Regions from separate parts of the Sus scrofa genome. Here all the other regions are linked to region 3. The links are chromatin contacts, called in public promoter capture Hi-C maps. All regions are on one chromosome and are shown on one strand. The core of a region is the stretch at or near the end of the contact, and the rest is flanking DNA. Distances in the headings are between cores, read along the strand shown.

Region 1 (4,439 bases), core at 1,170-3,669, 370 kb before region 3:
GTCCCACACCAGGGAAGGAGGGCAGACTGGAGCTTTTTTTTTTTTTTTAAGGGCTGCACCTGAAGCGTATAGAAGTTCCCAGGCTAGGGGTAGAATCGGAGCTGCAGCTGCCAGCCTATGCTACAGCCACAGCAACGCAGGATCCAAGCCGTGTCTTCGACCTACACCACAGCTCATGGTAGTGCCAGATCCTTAACCCAATGAGTGAGGCCAGGGATTGAACCTGCATCCTCATGGATCCTAGTTGGGTTCTTTTTTTTTCTTTTCTTTTTTTTTTTTTTTTTTTTCCGCTTTTTAGGGCTGCACCCGCAGGATACGAAGCTTCCCAGGGTAGGGGTCTAATCGGAGCTACAGCTGCCTGCCTATGCCACAGCCACAGCAACGCCAGATCCAAGCCCCATCTGCCACCTATACCACAGCTCATGGCAACGCTGGATCCTTAACCCACTGAGCAAGGCCAGTGATCGAATCTGCAACCTCATGGTTCCTAATTGGATTTGTTTCCGCTGTGCTATGACGAGAACTCCCCTAGTTGGGTTCTTAACCCACCGAGCCCAACTTTCTAACAGGAACTCCCCAACTTTCTAACTTGAGCTTTGGCCTCTAGTTGGACACCAGTGGTCAGCGACCTGCCCACAGCAGCAGCCAGCTGACTTTCATCCCTCACCCTTGCCGTGGCGCACCCTGCGCAGTTCCTCAAACAAGGGCGTTAGCCCAGCCCAAATTTCCCAGGGTTTCCCATGCAGGTGCCTCTTTCCCAAGGCCATTTCTTTGGTCTCCTGGCCAGCTTGCCAACTGTTGATTCGTAAACTGGCCCTGTACACAGAGGGCAAAGAGGCTGAAGAAAAAAGGCAGCCAGTCCAGATTGGTAGGTGGCTGGTTTAAGAAGCAACCTCAGGCTTGTTCTGGGCAGTGCAAGAGGAATAGATCTCCGCACCCACCCACCAGAACCTGCAAGTTTCTACAGAGGCCTTAACTGGGTTCAGTCACATATACTGTCCATGTTTATCACTGCCCTCTCAAGGCTGTGTCCTTGAAACAGCTCCCACTGTGGGAATGGTGGGCAGACCACCTTTCAAGGACAGGGGAGGCGTGAGTAGCCTCTGGCTGCCCATGTCCAGCTCAAGGCTGAACTGGCGGTCATGTCCACCAGATGACCTCCTCGAACAGTGACTCTGCAGGCATATGAGACTGTGTGTCCATATGTCTCAGGGAATTTCCTGAAAGTGTGCAGTTTGCGTCTTCAATTGGGTCCTGTAAAACTCAGCTTAAGATATCTTTGCGAAAATTGTGGTCTCAGAGTTCCCTCGTGCCTCACCACATTAAGGATCCAGCATTGTCACTGCTGTGACTTGGGTCAGTGCTGTGGCCTGGCTTCGATCCCTGGCCCGGGAACTTCCACATGCCACAGGCAAGGCAAAAAAAAAAAAGAAAAAAAGCTTGGCCTCAAGTCCTTAAGTCCTTATAACTCTTCCATCCTTGACTCTAGGATTAGATCCAGGTTCTGTGGGGCCAGAGGCATATACATTTGGGGAGACCTCTTTAGGAATAATACAAAAAAAAAAAACAAAAAACAAAAACAAAATTAAGTATGAAAGTGAGCATTTATTTAGTTTGGGAAAATAAACCACAGCACATTACTGCAATTTCCCAGATGGCAACTTGGCTTTGCTTCTCGAGGACGACTGCCAATTCCACCCTCTCCAGCGCTCATTAGGTAAACCCTTGCCACTAAGTCTCTCCTTTCTCCTGTTCACAAGGTCTACCTTCTGGCAGCTCTACTGAGCTCCCACACAGAGCTTTCCTGCTATTATCTCTGGAAAACTGGCGTATCACTAACTCTGGGTGATGTGGGGAGTACTGCACGGGAGCCACGGCACATGACCTCGGTCCTCACCTCCCTAAATATCCCTGGAACATACAGGACCTCAATTTCTCCATCTGTGAAACTGGGTGGTGGCACAGGGGTGTGTGTGGGGGGGACGGTTCTGTGATCTCGCACATGAGGATCCTAGACTGGGAGGACGCCAGTCGCTGGGCTGGGGACACCAAGCCCTAATTTAAGTACTACCCTATAACCTCCACCGCCGTCCCCGCGATTTATTAAGAGGGGAAGCCAGTTGTTAGTTCTACTTTAGCCGCTGTCTCCTGGGTGACCTAGCTAAAGCCAGTCTCTTCTCTCAGAGTCTGAAGGGCACCCGTGAAACGGGCTTTCCAGCCGACCTTGCTCTATTAGTCCAGGCACGTCAGATTCTCTAAATGTGGTCTCACGCCACCTCCCAACTACCGAGCTCCGCCTCTCTGCAAAGGCAGGCGCCCCGCTCCATGAAAAATCTCGCGAGAATCCCTCGACTCACCAAAGTTGAGATTTTTGGCCTTTTCCAGGTTCCGTAGCTCGGAGTCGCAGCGCCGGAACTAGTGTTAACGGGTCGCGGCGGGGGAAGACTCCGCGGTGGTGCACGCGGAACCAAAGTCCGGAGGTCTCAGTAAGTAGGGGACCGACCCGAACCTCAGCGGCCCCCTCTAGTCCCCTCCTCCGATTCCTTGAAGATATTGGTGATTATCAAGAGCGCCCAGGATTTCTGAATCCCCAGCCTAATGACTTAGCAGCTCCTGCCTATTTCACTCCTCCCAAGTTTTCGATTCAATTCTGCGAATTCACTGCTCCATCTGAGTTGATAAACCGAGATTTAGAGCGTAGCCCCGAGGCGCCGTTTCCTGGGCCCTGTCCCCTCCCCCGGGTCTCTCTCAGTCCGCCCTGAGACCCCGTCCCTGGTCCAAGTCCCCTCTCTTAGGTCCACGTCCCTCCTCTTAGGTCCAGGTCCCCCAGTTGTCTTCGGCCTCAGCCACATAGCTCTCAGTCACCCTCGCCTTGTCTCCTTGACCGTCCACAGGCCGGGCCATCATGGCTGTATTCCGATCGGGCCTCCTGGTGCTGACAACGCCGCTGGCCTCCCTGGTCCCTCGCCTGGCCCCCATCCTGACCTCGGCGGCCCGGCTTGTGAATCACACGCTCTATGTACACCTGCAGCCCGGCATGAACCTGGGGGGCCCGGCTCAGCCCCAGTCTAGCCCCGTGCAGGCCACATTTGAAGTTATCGATTTCATCACGCACCTCTATGCTGGCGCCGATCTCCACAGGCACCTGGACGTCAGAATTTTGCTGACCAATATCCGAACCAAGAGCTTTCTCCCTCCCCTGCCTAGCTCGGTCCAGAACCTGGCCCACCCACCGGAAGTAGTGCTGACTGACTTCCAGACCCTGGATGGAAGCCAGTACAACCCGGTCAAGCAACAGCTAGAGCGTTATGCCACCAGCTGTTACAGCTGTTGTCCGCAGCTGTCTTCGGTGCTGCTATACCCCGATTATGGGCCCGGAATGCTGCCTGTGCAGCCCCTAGATGTCCCTTTACCCTCCACCATCAGGCCGGCCTCCCCCGTGGCCAGGTCTGCAAAGCAACCAGTGCGTGGCCACCAGCGAGGGGCTGTAGGTGGCACCTTTGACCGCCTACACAATGCCCACAAAGTGTTGCTCAGTGTGGCCTGCATCCTAGCCCAGGAGCAGCTTGTGGTGGGAGTGGCAGACAAAGACCTGTTGAAGAGTGAGTGAGAGAGACCCTGGATTAGGGCAGTTTTACCCCCACCCCACCCCCAACCCCAGGCCAAGACTGAGGAAGAGTAGGGTGGTCCAGTACTTCCTGCCCCTTCGCACATGTAACCGTGCGTGGCACTCAGTTCATGCTGAGGACATTTTTTAAATGAATAAATGCAGCTTTCTAGGTGTGTGGTCTAGTCACCAATCAGGATTCCCCCAAATGTGGAGCCAAGGAATCTGCACTTTTATTTTTTTTTAATTTTTTGTCTTCTCTAGGGCTGCACCCGCAGCATATGGAGATTCCCAGGCTGGGGGTCTAATGAGAGCTGTAGCTGCCAGCCTCCGCCAGAGCCACAGCAACTCGGGATTCAAGCGGCATCTGCGACCTACACCACAGCTCACGGCAACGCCGGATCCTTAACCCACTGAGCAAGGCCAGGGATCGAATCTGCAACCTCACGGTTCCTAGTCAGATTTGTTAACCACTGTGCCACGATGGGAACTCCAGAATCTGCACTTTTAAACAAGTTCTCCAGGGATGGATCCTAAAATTTGAGACTCTGAACCTAGGTGGATGACTAGGTTGTAGGTTGCAGCGCCAGATACAGTAAGAGGACCATGGTGGATGGCGTGGCTCAGATGGCATGGAATTCTCCATCTGACTCTGATGCCTCCTGGCACTGCTAGTTCTCTGCACACACGCCAACCCTTGCAACACTAACGTGCTTGCCTGCTGTCTCCTCATAACTCTCCTGTCACAGGCCACTTCCCAGCTCAGCCCCTTCTCCCTGCCTCCACCTGCCCTCTGGAGATAGGATGCTTAGGGAAACTCTTTGCAAAACTA
Region 2 (4,519 bases), core at 435-2,934, 330 kb before region 3:
TTTTGAAAGATGCTCTAGAATGAGGTGCTATAGTGACGGGGTTCAGGAGTAGGTACCTGAAGATCAAGAAAGAAGCGTTACCAAAAATAACTGAATGCTGTAGGAAGAGTTCATCAAGTTTGAGCAAGACTCTAGAAGCAACTAATGCCAGAGACTGCTGTGACACCTTTAACCTCAGACCCCTTCAAACTGTGAGTTTAATGTAATAGCTCAATACTGCGTCTTGCTGTCAATGAACTTGGGACTATTTGCTTTCCTCCAGCCTACTGTGAATCTTTCAGACAAAGGATAATAAATGTTTTGGTTTTAAAACCAAGAATTTCAAGAGGAAAGCTACTTTTAGCAAAAACAAAAAAGAATTTGGAAATACACACTTTACTGTTTCACGCTCATCCAGAACAGCTCTATTTCATTCAGCTGTAGAAGCCCCCCTCCACTGCAGTTTCCTTGGAATTTGATCAATAATACTTCCCTAGTTATGGATAAATCCAAAATATGCTTGGCAGACCCTATGAAGATCAAAGTCCATTTTAGGTGATGACAATTCAGAGAAGCAGCAGTTCCATTTTCACTGAGCATGACACATACAGATTCTTAAAGCATATTTACATCCCCACTTTTCCAGCTCAGGAAAACTCACATACACTCTTAGACACCCTCAATTTCCCTGCCTATATACTGTGGCTAAGGATGCCTCTCTAATTCCTCGGAACAGGGAGGAGTGGCCATCATAAGTGGCTTTGAAATGAGTGAAATCTCACAATCATTATTTCTATAACTGTTCTTTAAAGGCTCATAATTCTCTCTCACGTTGCAGCTATGGAGGCTCTTACTGACGCTCAGGCTTCACAAACTTCCCCGAGTGAGAGAAAGGGTGTCTAACATGCTAATTCAGATTGCTCAAACTTGTTTTCGCATCACACCTATGCATACCTTCTGAAGATCTCACGCTGAAGATCTCACGCCTCACACATCTATCCAAATAATAACTACTAAAATCTCTGGAGACAATCTTCAAAGCACCTTTGAGCAAACAAGAGAAGAGAAATGATGGCCTTAAAGGAACACAGTTTTCCCCTGGCTAAAACGAGGCGCCCTCACTCACTGCGAGCGGCTCAAGAGGTTACTAGAAGCTCCTGGTCACTGGAAGGCTCTGGGGAGAACTGCGGTGCCAAAGCCGCACGCGGGACGGAGTGGAAGGAGTTGAGGCAGAAATCAGGCAGGTACAGGAAGGAGTCAGTGCAGCGAAGAAACAGGAGAGGTGAGAGATAAAGCCCTAGAGAAACCTGATGATTTCGCGCCTCGAAGGGTTTCCGAGGATCCAGTTCTCTCACCAGAAAGCCGCGTTCAGCCCCAGGCACCACAGGGCGCTCCTGGCTGGCCGCTCCCACACCAGGGCTGCCTGCACCCGGTTCAGCAGAGGCTCGTAAGGCCCCAGCACCTCCACCAGGGCCCGCTGCGCCGCCTCAACCTGCTGGTCCCGCTCGCAGGAGCCCGACATAGTGCGGCGGCCTCTGGAACTCTGCCCCGAAGCAGGGCCTGGGGCCACAACTACCCCCTCTGCCTCCGCCATCTCCCCCCGGCAGCCACAACATCCGGGGCCACGGCCCGACAGTCACAATAACGCCGACTGCGCAGGTGCGCGATTCGGCTGGGGAGGCCGCTTCCCTCAACACTGCGCCTGCGCCTAGGCTCTAGCTCGCGTCCACCCAGTGGGAAGCAAACTGCGTCAAAGTACGTCCCGAGTGCACCAATCCGGAGCCGCGCACGCGCAATCTGCAAGACTGAGGCCGAATGAATAAGGAAGTGCCATCACCAGAACTCACTTCTCATTGGAACCGAGAGAGTTCGTGGGCGGAGCAGGTTGTTTTGGCGCCTGCGTCGTGCTGCTAGCGGGCTAGCGAGTGGCGGCTTTGCTGGCGGGAGCTGCTGCAAGGCCCGCGCCTGAGGAGCGATGCCGAGGGAGATCATCACCCTACAGTTGGGCCAGTGCGGCAATCAGAGTGAGCGAACTTCCGGTCCTTCCACTAGCCAGGTTTTTTATTCTCTATGGTATCTCGCTCTGAGATCCTGGACTCCATCTGCCCTTCCCAGAATCGTAGTTCTCCGAAGGCGGGACATGCCTGACCCAGTGCCCAGTTGCCCAACCCCGAAAGGCCCTCCCCTGCGGGGTCCCTGACATATAGCCCTGTCCTCTGACACGGGATACCCCCGAGGATTGACCTCCTATCCCTGGTCCCAGGCGCTCAGGCCCCCAGCTTCTCGTTGGAACCTGCCCAGAACCAGATATCCTCTTTCTCCCCCGCCTGCCTATGCCCCCACCCCCAGTTGGGTTCGAGTTCTGGAAACAACTGTGCGCCGAGCATGGCATCAGCCCCGAGGGCATCGTGGAGGAGTTCGCCACCGAGGGCACTGACCGCAAGGACGTCTTCTTCTACCAGGTGCCCCCAGCAACTTGACCAGGGCTGGCAGTGGCCCAGGGGGCCCGAAGGGAAGGGCAGTGGCTTGGTACTAGGAAACCCGTTGAACAGAGTGGCCAGGGCGGCTGGCTTGAGGAGGGAGGGCGAGCAGGAGCCAGAGTTGGGAGGACTGGAAGACTGGGCGGGCCGAGCTGACTGTGCCCCCTCCTGGACTCCCCTTGACAGGCGGATGATGAGCACTACATCCCCAGGGCGGTGCTGCTGGACCTGGAGCCGCGGGTGATCCACTCCATCCTCAATTCCCCCTATGCCAAGCTCTACAACCCAGAGAACATCTACCTGTCGGAGCATGGAGGAGGAGCTGGCAACAACTGGGCCAGCGGATTCTCCCAGGTCATTTGCTGTTACTCCCTGGCAGAAGAACCCCATTTTTATGATTTCCTAGAGAGAGATGAAGCCAGATGGAGGATGTAAGAGTGTAGAAAGAGAGAGACATGAGCTAAGAAAAATTCTTTTTTCTAAGCCATCTATGTAATATTAAGAGACTGCCCAAGAAATAGTAACAACAACAACAACAAAAAAAAAAAAGACAAAAAGACAAAAAAAAAAAAAAAAAAAAAAAAAAAAGGAGTTCCCGTCGTGGCGCAGTGGTTAACGAATCCGACTAGGAACCATGAGGTTGCGGTTCGATCCTGCCCTTGCTCGGTGGTTAACGATCCGGCGTTGCCGTGAGCTGTGGTGTAGGTGCAGACGCGGCTCGGATCCCGCGTTGCTGTGGCTCTGGCGTAGGCCGGTGGCTACAGCTCCGATTCGACCCCTAGCCTGGAACCTCCATATGCCGCAGGAGCGGCCCAAGAAATAGTAACAACAACAACAACAACAAAAAAAAAAAAAAAAAAAAAAAAAAAAAAAAAAAAAAAAAAAAAAGAGACTGCATTAGCAAGTGCTGTGGGCCAGGCCATACTAAATGCTTTTACCTTTAGTAACTTATTTAAACCTCCCAACAACCCTATGGGCAGGTACTATGGGTCCACAGTCTCTGGTTTTCCAGAATTCAGAAAACTCTGAAACCAGCTAACTATTCATTTAGCAGCAAAACCAGATCTCCATGGAAGCAGGCTAATTTATAGTTTCTGTCCAACTTGTTATCATTACTCACACCTGTCATTGCAGAAATATTAATGTATCTGATTGGCACCCCTTCAGACCCCCACTGGCGTTTTTCTTAGCATATGTTATTCACATCATATGGCCTTCCTTGAGCCTGAAATATCTGAATTCAGAAACGTAACTGGACTTCCCGTCGTGGCGCAGTGGTTAACAAATCCGACTAGGAACCATGAGGTTGCGGGTTCGATCCCTGCCCTTGCTCAGTGGGTTAACGATCCGGCGTTGCCGTGAGCTGTGGTGTAGGTTGCAGACACGGCTCGGATCCTGCGTTGCTGTGGCTCTGGCGTAGGCCGGTGGCTACAGCTCCGATTAGACCGCTAGCCTGGGAACCTCCATATGCCGCGGGAGCAGCCCAAAGAAATAGCAAAAAGACAAAAAAAAAAAAAAAAAAGAAAAGAAACGTAACTGACCCAAAGAATTGTAGGTAAGGTACTGTGGACCTGTGTAAATACCTTCATTAGACAGATGAGAAAACCGAGGTATATAGAGATCAAGTAACCTGTCCAGAGTCACTCGGCTAACTAGGTCTAAAGCTCACATAGGAACCCAGGCAATCCGGATAGAGAGGGCCTGCTCATAACCACAGTGGAATATTCCCTTTTCAATGCAAATAAAAAGGGAGTTCCCACTGTGGCACAACGGGACTGGTGGCATCTCAGCAGCACCAGGATACAGGTTCAGTCTCTGGTCCCTGAACTTCATATGCTGTGGGACAGCCAAAAAAAAGAAAGAAGAAGAAAAAAAGGCAGGGAGTTCCCATCGTGGCTCAGCAGTAACAATCCCAACTAGTATCCATGAGGACATGGGTTCAATCGTTGGCCTCGCTCAATGGGTTAAGGATCCAGCGTTGCCGTGAGCTGTGGTATAGGTTGCAGATGCGGCTTGGATTCCGTGTTGCTGTGGCTGTGGTGCAGACTGGAAGCTGCCGT
Region 3 (4,784 bases), core at 1,688-4,187:
TTTAAAATACATGGCAAACTCAGGATTTAGGGGATTTCCCCAGTGTCTCAGCAGGTTAAGGCTCCAGTGTTGTCTCTGCTGTGGCAGTTCACTGCGGGCAAAGCCAAAAAAAATTCATAGGATTTAGTTGCTGGCTTGATTTGAAGAGTTTTAGTATGAGAGAAGAGTTCAAGACAATAAGATTTCAGGGTTTGGTTTCTATTTTCCAAGAGAGAAACCAAAAGAGGCAGAAGCAGATCAGGAGGCTGAGAGAAGACAATGGAGGTGGAAGAGGCCAGGGTCGTGTGGCGGGGTGGGAAAAGCACCAGCTTGGGAATGGGGGGACCCTGCTCTGCGCCACCAACTCTGACTTTGCTGCTCTAGAACTGTCCTCTCATCTTTGAGAGGACAGAGAAGCTGATCTCTGAGGTCCTTTCCAACTCTGAAATATCTTCCAAATGAAAGCAGAAACCATTTTCACTGACTATAGGACTCTAAGTACATAGTTAGGGTGATAAACCATTGAAACAAGGTCCTGAGAGCTGCAGGGGTAACTGGTCCCTGGAGAGCCTCAAGAAGAGAAATGATGAAACCTTGATTGTTCCCACAACTTGCCCAAGACCAATCCTATAGATTTGTCAGTGTTCAGATGAGCATAAACTGTAAGATGGTTTCTCTTTCTTTTTAACTCGGAAGACACCTAAAAAACCATCTAGTAAACCAGCTATAATGGAAAAAAATAGAAATCATTAAAGAAAATAAGTTCAGGGAGTTCCCGTTGTGGCGCAGTGGTTAACGAATCGACTAGGAACCATGAGGTTGCGGGTTCGGTCCCTGCCCTTGCTCGGTGGGTTAAGGATCCGGCGTTGCCATGAGCTGTGGTGTAGGTTGCAGACGCGGCTCGGATTCCGAGTTGCTGTGGCTCTGGCGTAGGCTGGTGGCTACAGCTCCGATTAGACCCCTAGCCTGGGAACCTCCATATGCTGTGGGAGCGGCCCAAGAAATGGCAAAAAGACAAAAAAAAAAAAGTTCATAATAACATCTGAAAAAAAAAAAAAAAACATCTAATAGAGCACAGACCATGGCTGCCAAGTGGGAGGAGGGAGGGAGTGGGATAGATTGGGAGTTTGGAGTTAGTAGATGCAAACCATTACATTTAGAATTGATAAACAGCAAAGTCTTACTGTATAGAACAGGGAACTACATCCAATCTGGGATAGACCATAATGGAAAAGAATATAAAAGAATGTAGGGAGTTCCACTGTGGCTCAGTGGTAATGAACCCTACTAATATCCATGATGATGTGGGTTTGATCCCTGACCTCGATCAGTGGGTTAAGGATCCCGTGTTGCTGAGAGTTGCAGTATAGGTCTCAGACATGGCTCACATCTGGCATGGCTATGGCACAGGCCAGCAGCTGCATCTCTGATTCAACCTCTAGTCTGGGAACTTCTATGTGCCATAGGTTTGGCCCCTAAAAAGCAAAAATAAGAGAAATGTATACAGTTTTGATCCCTGGCCTAGGAACATATGCATGCCTCAGGTATGGCCAAAAAAAAAAAAAAGGAATGTGTATATGTACATATAATTTGCTGTACAGCAGAAATTGGCACAACATTGTAAATCAACCACACTTTAATTAAAAAAAAAAGAACCATCTAAGAACACTCTTCCAGGAGTTCCCTTGTGGTGCAATTGGTTAAAAGATCCTATGTCCTCACTGCAGCAGCTTGGGTCCCTGCTGCGGTGTGGGTTCAGTCCCTGGTCGGGGAACTTTCACATGCCAGCAGGTGCGGCCAAAAAATAAATAAAATTAGGTTTTTAAAAAATAAACACTTCCAATGAGTGATGGGAATACCTAAGATGCAGAGTTGTGAGAATTAAAAAGGCAGTTGACCTACCTAAAGTGCCTAGCATCTTGCTTGACACAGAGTAGGTGCTCAGTTTGGGGACGGGGTAAACAGCATGGGCTCGGGAAGACTGCTTGAGTCTGCGTCCCCAGCTTGATCACTTACTAACTGTGCATTTGGGGCAAGTTACTTAACCTCTCTAAGCCAAAGGATCTTCAACAGGAGAATGGAGATAACAGTGCTTCATCTCCTAGTGTTGTTATGAGGATCAAAAGAGATAACATATGTAAATAAGCTGGGTCTGACACAAGGTATACAGCTGCTGGCATCACCGTAAAGTCCTTCATCTCTCTCTCCTATTCTAGTCCGTTATGTCTCTGACATCAGTAGACTTTAAATGTTGAAGGCAAGTACTCTGATTCGATTGATTTTCGTCTCTCCCTCCTTAGCCTGACAGGGCACACAGTTGGCACTATGAATGTCCCATTTCGTTCCCGACTCTTCCAAGGCAAAAAGGTAAATTTCAAACTGCGCCTCCCCCACCTCCTAGCGCCACACAAAGGAACTACTGGCAGGGGGACGGTGGACAGCTGCCTTTCGGTAAAAGCCTTCCGAGGGAGGCACAGCTCCTTTGCCCTGTCTACTGCTGCAGCTGCTAATAAAGTTTGTTTTGAATAAATAGGCTGCCAAGCCTTCCTATTCCCTTAAGAGCTTCTTCCGCCCTCAACACGGATTCGGAGCGCTACGCATGGGGCGGGAGCGAAGCCTGAGGGGCGGGACAGGAAGTGAGATCACCCTCCGCGGGGTGAAAGGTTAGCGGAAGTACTCTTTCTTCCTTTCCGCTGTATCCCCGAGTGGTCGCTGCTGGTGAGTAGAGGTTTGGGTAGGGTTTCCCAATCCGCCGCCATCCGCGGCCTGGGGGTCGACTTGGGGGTTGGTGTCGACACTTTCTGTCCCTTGGGGTCTGGCGGCTTCGTTCCGGATCCTGTCCTGCGAGCACGACCCGCAAGCGGCCTGAGCTGAGGCGACAGTGAGCGCAGCCTGAAGTTCGGGCCCACCGCTTGAACTTGCGGATTCCTGAGCGACTCCTTCTCCTTCCTCTGCAGAAATGGGCAAGTTCATGAAACCCGGGAAGGTGGTGCTGGTCCTGGCTGGTCGCTACTCCGGACGCAAAGCGGTCATCGTAAAGGTACTAGCCTGTGCGCCCTCTTATCCCGGGGATCGGTGAGGGGAGGGTAGAGGGGCTGCAGCTTGGAATTTGAGGCTTAGTTTGGAGCCTTACCCACTGAGCATTGCGAGTTAAGGGATGGAGGTGAATACATGGGAGCTTTTGAGAGAGAAAGTTGCAAAGTAAAAAGTAGGAGTTGAATGGGGCAGCAACGCATCTTGTATCCAAAGGTTTTAAGTAGCAATAATGGCCAGCGTGTTAGGTGCTGCAGCTGGCAAGGAATTGTTTCATAGTCAAAATAGTCACTTAGCATCTTCCTGGTAGGAATGATTGATACCACCCTTATTGCTATTACTCTTTGGGTATATACTACTATAGCACTTAAATGTTAGCTTTGTATGGTTTTTATAATAGTGGGTCTTAGAGACTTATGGGGTGGGGTTATTCTTTATCCACGCCCTACATCTAGCTCAGGGTGTAAATAGCAATGACGAAGTAATTCTTTTTTTTTTTTTTTTTTAAGTAATTATAAATAACAAATGTACTCCTTGCTCAATCAGAACATTGATGATGGCACCTCAGACCGACCCTACAGCCATGCTCTGGTGGCTGGAATTGATCGCTATCCCCGCAAAGTGACAGCTGCCATGGGCAAGAAGAAAATTGCCAAGAGATCAAAGATTAAGTCTTTTGTGAAAGTTTATAATTATAATCACCTCATGCCCACAAGGTGAGCATTTCAAGAATGGGAATGAAAGTGACTTTTTCTACCTTTTCCCTTTCTCTGGCCGGCTGAGTAAGGAGACACCCTTATAGCCACTCCAGTGTAGGGAGGAGACATCATCTTCAATTTGTCCCCTTGGCTGTGGTTTCCAGTTGTCTAGAGACTTGCCTGACTTGGCCAAGCTGGATCGAAAAATCTCTTCCTGTCTTGATCTAAGTGTTGAGTAAAGATTCTTCCATTTCTTTCCAGCCACAGTAAACTCAGACATAGGATCTGAATTGCCCTCTTCCACGCAAGGATAGTAGTTATTAGAGGGTAGGTACTTGTGAAAAATCAAGAATGAAGTTTTTCAGTGGCTTGACTCGATGTAAATGAATTTATTAAAATTGGGTGTTTCCAAAGAACATCATCAGGACTTTAGCAGTTTTTTGTTTTGTTTTGTTTTTCCCTTTTTGGCCGCACGTGAGGCATGCCTAAGTTCTGGGCCAGGGATCAATCCCATACCACAGCAATGACCCAAGTGCTGCAGTGACAACACTAGATCCTTAACCCACTTAGCCACAAGAAAACTTGTTGGGGGTGGGGTGTTTTTTGTCTTTTTAGGGCCACACCCACGGCATGTGGAAGTTGCCAGGCTAAGGGTCTAATCGGAGCTATAGCTGCGGACCTAGCCAGAGCCACAACAATGCTGGACCTTTAACCCACCGAACGAGGCCAGGGATTGAACCACAACCTCGTGGTTCCTAGTCGGGTTTGTTAACCACCGAGCCACTATGGGAACTCCAGCAGTTTTTGATAATAGTTCCTGTGGAGTCAACCAGTGTCCCATGGTGGGGATAGTGAGAGCTTTGGCAGCATATGGGCTGCTCCTACCTCTGCCATTGTCCCCAGGTACTCCGTGGATATCCCCTTGGACAAAACTGTTGTCAATAAGGATGTCTTCAGAGACCCTGCACTCAAACGCAAGGCCCGACGAGAGGCCAAGGTCAAGTTCGAGGAGAGGTAAGTCGGCTTTGGTGGTGAATGATGGGATATAGTTTCACTGTTCTCCGTGAAGATAAT

The links. Promoter capture Hi-C pulls out the DNA fragments that hold promoters and counts their contacts.
Region 1: a promoter capture Hi-C map of liver shows a contact between it and region 3, with 7 times the contacts expected there. The contact joins the promoter of COASY here to the promoter of RPL27 in region 3. A contact is called at or near these places in 3 of 5 promoter capture datasets (fetal liver, fetal skeletal muscle and liver) and 2 of 2 datasets of contacts at active chromatin or transcription factors (alveolar macrophages and skeletal muscle).
Region 2: a contact with region 3 is called in a promoter capture Hi-C map of liver, with 6 times the contacts expected there. The contact joins the promoter of RETREG3 here to the promoter of RPL27 in region 3. A contact is called at or near these places in 2 of 5 promoter capture datasets (fetal liver and liver), 2 of 47 Hi-C or Micro-C datasets (heart right ventricle and liver) and 1 of 2 datasets of contacts at active chromatin or transcription factors (alveolar macrophages).

Annotation. Positions count from the first base shown.
Region 1 is chr12:20,260,712-20,265,150 of Sscrofa11.1, reverse strand. COASY (Coenzyme A synthase) reads left to right here and starts at 2,419. Exons shown (of 10, transcript NM_213789.1): 1 at 2,419-2,486; 2 at 2,895-3,602. The coding sequence starts at 2,906.
Region 2 is chr12:20,218,158-20,222,676 of Sscrofa11.1, reverse strand. It overlaps RETREG3 (protein FAM134C), which reads right to left and starts at 1,684. Exons shown (of 9, transcript XM_003131384.4): 1 at 1,335-1,684. The coding sequence starts at 1,573.
Region 3 is chr12:19,892,355-19,897,138 of Sscrofa11.1, reverse strand. It overlaps RPL27 (ribosomal protein L27), which reads left to right and starts at 2,937. Exons shown (of 4, transcript NM_001097479.1): 1 at 2,937-3,019; 2 at 3,559-3,728; 3 at 4,614-4,724. The coding sequence starts at 2,939.